2 separate regions of the Mus musculus genome follow, and region 1 is linked to region 2. A link is a contact called in public promoter capture Hi-C data. All regions are on one chromosome and are shown on one strand. Each heading gives the region's core, a stretch centred on a gene start, on an enhancer-like site or on the middle of the called end of the contact. The rest is flanking DNA. Distances are from core to core; before and after follow the strand shown.

Region 1 (2,814 bases), core at 10-2,509, 4.1 Mb after region 2:
GGGGCCTCAGGAAGAGCTGGAGGTTTATTAAGGCTCTTGGGAGAAGACAAGAGTCTGAAAGATGACATCGTCATGGCTTCCAGGTCATTGAAGACCATGAGTTGAGAAAGCAACATCTAGAGACTAAGGGAAATGCTGAGTACTAAGAATATGACTTCCTACTAGGCTACTGTCAGTGGGAATTACAGGGAACGAAAGGGCACTGAGGCATCTGCCACAGTCTGCCAACTGTGCTGCCCTCTGTGAGTTGCCAGCTGCTTAAGACAATAAACAGACAATGGCTATCAGTGGATAAGATGAGTGAATTCCCACAGAATAGGAAAGATAGTTTACTTTGTCCTGAAACATAGGATAGCTCAAGTTTTCTAAATGATGTTTTTCATATTACATTTACAAATTATTATCTGACATTGTATCTTGAAGATAGTCAATGTGAGTTACGAAGCAATTAAACAATAGAGATTTATAATTTTCTATATTCATATGTCAGTTGCTATTTTTTCTCTAACGGGGGACCAGATTTGATTCACAACAGCTATATGGCAGCTCTCAAATATATGTATCTGTAATTCCAGGGAATCTGATATGCTTTTCTGACATCTGAGGACACGAGGTTCCTAAGTGTGCACAGACATACATGCAGACAAAATATCTATACAATTCAATTTTAAATTAAAATGAAAGATGTCAATTTAATGTACCAAGATACTAAATCTTTGCAGGAATACACATTATTTTCTCACTTTCCACTGTAGACTTTTTTTTTTTTATATAAATAGTCACTATCACTTTAAAAAGTGAGTGGGCAGGCACAACAACATATCAGACTAAAGAACATTTGATATAGTAGTCTTAGACTTCGGAGAGGGATAGGTTCTAAACCTAGGCTTTTTAGGTAAGTTTAGTGAAATCTCCGAGTTACTATCCTTTCCCCTGTTAATGGCGGTAACAGGAGGGATCACAGGGAGGACTAAATGAGATAATTCATAATTTTACTGTAAACGGGAGCCTGAAATAGAAAATGAGATAATTCATAATTTTACTGTAAACGGGAGCCTGAAATAGAAAGAACTTAATGCTACAATAACAACAGAACGTAGACCAACAACAAAATAACAATTTAGCATTAATTATAGATATAGTGGTGTCTCTGTTGAGCAAAAATGAGAGCTGGCTAAGGAACCAGATTAGTGTGCGGGAAAAACTACATTTCCCAGTAGGCTGTGGCCCAGGGGCTGTTTTCTCCTATTTCCGGGTATGTCACATGACTCTCAGGCTGCGCTATGGCGGAAGCAGAGGAGCAGGTAAACGCTGGCAGAACTAGTTCGGGGCAGCCGGGAGCTGGAGACCCGAGCGAGGGGTTCTGGGACGCGGAGTGCCAGGAACGTGGCAGCTCTGACCGGGCGAGTTGGGGTGGCCCTTCTCCGCGCGGATAGCGCCTTGCACACCCGCTCTGTCCGAGCCGGCCTTGCCTGGGCTCAGCCCTTCTGGTTTATGTTAAATGGGATTTTTTGAAAAAGGCAAGTTAAGAGTAGACTGCTATGCAAGGCTTTAAGGATTATTCCCGTTGCTGGCAAGACGTAGATGGAAACGTCCAGCTATAGCTGAGAAGTGGCATTGAGGTGCTGAGTACAAATTATTGCCTTTTTTTCATACAGACGTTCTGATATAGGGCGAAGGACAAAATTAAATGAAACTAACAAAATAGAAGACTCAGGCTAAAACTCGGAAGAGATTCCTTAAGTATATGTATATATGTGTATGTGTGTATATGCATATACATATATGTATACACACACACACATAGAAGCATATATATGTATGTATCATCTACCATATTTCCCCCTCATATATTAAATGCCCTGCTTGCCAGTTTCTGTGATGTTCCTTAAGACATGCATGGTGATGCTCTGTTTACTGTCCTAAGAGACATTTACTAGTGGACTTTTTACTGTTCACATCTGTGCTTTATTTTGAGTGTGCCAAAAGTTACGGAATTTGACAAGGAAAAATTTGGGTTTTGTCATTACGTTAACAAGAGCCTCTTTACTATCATTTGTGCAAACTGTCTTTTGCAGTGCAGGTCCGAGGCAAAAGAGTTTTCCTTCCCAGCAGACCTTGCTTAGTTTGACTACTGCAAGGTGGCTTTTCACATTGAGCATTTTCATTTCACGTTGAAATACAGTTGTGGTTTTGTAGTAAAACAAACATCCAAGTTAAGTTTTTAGATTAGACCCAGTGTGATAGAAATATGGAGTAGCCCTTGTATTCCCACTCATGCAGAAGAGGAATTTGCCAAGGCTGTCTGATGTTAAAATGTAGAAAATCAGGCAGATAACCTGATTCACAGTTGTGCAGTGCTTTCGAGCTTAAAAAGATCCTCACACATGGCATTTGGTCCTTCTAAAAGAATTCTGTGAGGTAAATATTTATTCTGATATGGAAGTCATATACAGCCTCCATGTCCTAAATCCTCTTGTCCCAAACTGTGGTAAAACAGTGCCCATATTGTAATCACCCTAAAGGGCCTTGAGTATCCACCCCTTCCTCGGTTCTGTGACTCTGTAAGCCACTCTGTCTCATGCTGCCTTTCTTGCTATTCTGTAACCAGTCCAGGCCTGTACCCACGCAGGACCTTTGCTCACACTGCCCCTTTTCATGATCTCTGACGTCTACAAGGCCTTCTCCCTTACTGTCCTCAGGCCTCTGGGATGGTGTGCTTTCCGATTGTGGCTCATTCTTTGAAACCACCTTCTGATGTTCGTCTACATAATACTTATGATCTTAAGCTTTTTATTTCTCCTTGTATATTCT
Region 2 (2,700 bases), core at 95-2,594:
AACAAACATTAGTAATAATCCCCAGCTATTAAAATATACTAAAGCTCATATAAAAGGCAATTTAAAATACTTCAACTGGAATGCTTTCTTATTGCAAGCTACCAAAGCAGCCAGGCTACTCTACTAAGCATTTCCTCCGTATATAATCCGGGACACTGCAGTTCAGTAATAAGTAGTGTACAAGTAATCTAATCCCGAGACTCCCTACATTCACTCACATCACTGAGATGACTACAATGGTCATCTGTACCACACTATCCTGATCCAGTTAGGTCCTTTTTCTTTAAACCTGGTAGGTTCCTAAAGCCATTAAATTTTTCCTTAATATTTAATCTTAACCTGTGTTCTAAGAAAAGATTTATTATTTATGAGATTATCAAGTGTTTCACCTTTGTTTTTCTAAATTGCTTAGATCACTTCTTTACCCTTTCTTATGTTCTTCAGACTTGCGAACGTTCGTTCAATTCTTAGGACTTCTTACCACTACATAAACTGTCCAAGCACAGGCCTATTAGACAACGAATGGACTGAAATGATTATCTCAGGTAGAACATGGAGACAATTATTTATTATGCTGCGCTTGAGATATAATAAAATATATCTCTGTTCAGACTGGGCATTATCACTTTTGCGATACACTGTAAATAATACAGCAATCTCAAATTTAACGCCCAAGATACCAGGAGCTCGAAGCTAGCCTGGGCTACACAGTGAGTTCTAGACCACCCTGGCTACGGTGACAGTTTCAATAAATAAATAAATAAATAAATAAATACGAAGCTAGCCTGGGCTATACAGTGAGTTCTAGACCACCCTGGCTACGGTGACAGTTTCAATAAATAAATAAATAAATAAATAAATAAATAAATAAATAAATAAATAACCAATAAACAAACAAACAAATAAAATAACGAACCAATCAACCAACCAAAAACCACGCTACAACCCGGAAGCCCTCACCAACCCTCTTTCCACGAACTCTCTCCTTACGGACCCCACGGAGGACTGACAAAGCGACTCCAGCTCTGCTGCAGTTGCCGTTGTAGCAGCTCCCAGCACCTCTGGAGCGGTCCGGGACGCACCGGCCATGGTAGTGAAAGCAGCAGCAACGAAGGAGCCATGATCTTCTCAAGACAGAGCGGGACGCGGGCTGAGCGCATGCGTTAAGTCCGCCCACTTCCCCGCCTCCTCGCTCAGAGCATGCGCAGGCCCCTCTTGCGCATGCGCAAGGGTCAAAGACCGCTGTGATCCAAAAACTCCAACTCCCAGCTACCCCTAGGTGACTCTCCTCCAATCAGAGCAAAGAAGAAAAAAAAAATTAAAGGAAGCATACTTACTGCGCATGTGCGTGGCTGTGTTCCGACTTTCCGGGTAAAGATGGCAGAGCGCGGTTACAGCTTCTCGCTGACTACATTCAGGTATTCGGGGGACCCGCAGGTTCCATGCGTCGCAGATCACAGGAGCGCCCCAGACATGGTCCCGTGTGTCGGACCTGGCTGGTGTTTGCGTAGGAGTGCACGGTGACGGAGCTGGACTCGTAGCTTTGCAGAGTCATGTTCCGTGCCAGGCCTGGGCCCTGGCTGAGGCCGGCCGTGTTGCGGGCCGAGGGACGGGAGGCCCCAAGCCAAGCACTAAGCACTGGCTCTCCTTCTAGACTAGGAGAAGGGTGCTTTGAGATAGTCTGTTTTCAGCTGCTCTCTTCAGGTCCAGGATTTCTTTACTGGCCCGGCTAGGCCTGAGCGAGAGCTTTGTAAACCCAGACTCCTTATGGGACGTGTGAGACGTCCTTTTTCTTTTGGGAGATCCTTATTTGCTGTTAAATCTTAGTTTTAGTCTCTGTTTAGCAGCGATGTGCTTTGAAGCTCACACTGCTTTCGGTTTCGCCTGTGCTCCTGTAGAAGCTTAAGAAGTATAAAATGAAGGCGCTGATTTCCTGTCAAGTTTTTGTGGCACATGCAAACTGATAACCTCTGTATTTTGCTTGATCCACTAACAAATTGCTTTAAAACGATTTTAGACCCTTATGTTTTGGGAGAAAGAATTAAAGAGTTATATATATTTTCTCAAAGTGCAGTTAAGGGGAACTATTGTTCCCTGTTTAAGAAAAAACCATCATGGATGAACTTAGACAAAGGACTGTGTTTTGACCATTTTCTTTCTTTTTTTTTTTTTTTCTTTCCATTTTTTTATTAGGTATTTAGCTCATTCACACTTCCAATGCTATACCAAAAGTCCCCCATACCCACCCACCCCCACTCCCCTACCCGCCCACTCCCCCTCCTTGGCCCTGGCGTTCCCCTGTTCTGGGGCATATAAAGTTTGTGTGTCCAATGGGCCTCTCTTTCCAGTGATGGCCGACTAGGCCATCTTTTGATACATATGCAGCTAGAGTCAAGAGCTCCGGGGTACTGGTTAGTTCATAATGTTGTTCCACCTATAGGGTTGCAGATCCCTTTAGCTCCTTGGCTACTTTCTCTAGCTCCTCCATTGGGAGCCCTGTGATCCATCCATTAGCTGACTGTGAGCATCCACTTCTGTGTTTGCTAGGCCCTGGCATAGTCTCACAAGAGACAGCTACATCTGGGTCCTTTCGATAAAATCTTGCTAGTGTATGCAATGGTGTCAGCGTTTGGATGCTGATTATGGGGTGGATCCCTGGATAAGGCAGTCTCTACATGGTCCATCCTTTCATCTCAGCTC

Evidence for each region. Promoter capture Hi-C pulls out the DNA fragments that hold promoters and counts their contacts.
Region 1: a promoter capture Hi-C map of pre-B cells shows a contact between it and region 2, with 5 times the contacts expected there. The contact joins the promoter of Vps41 here to the promoter of Psma2 in region 2. A contact is called at or near these places in 2 of 39 promoter capture datasets (liver and pre-B cells) and 1 of 484 Hi-C or Micro-C datasets (CD4 T cells).

The regions. Positions count from the first base shown.
Region 1 is chr13:18,716,033-18,718,846 of GRCm38.p6, forward strand. Vps41 (VPS41 HOPS complex subunit) reads left to right here and starts at 1,260. Exons shown (of 29, transcript NM_172120.4): 1 at 1,260-1,304. The coding sequence starts at 1,284.
Region 2 is chr13:14,611,898-14,614,597 of GRCm38.p6, forward strand. It overlaps Psma2 (proteasome subunit alpha 2), which reads left to right and starts at 1,345. Exons shown (of 8, transcript NM_008944.2): 1 at 1,345-1,418. The coding sequence starts at 1,378. It overlaps Mrpl32 (mitochondrial ribosomal protein L32), which reads right to left and starts at 1,140. Exons shown (of 3, transcript NM_029271.2): 1 at 995-1,140. The coding sequence starts at 1,121.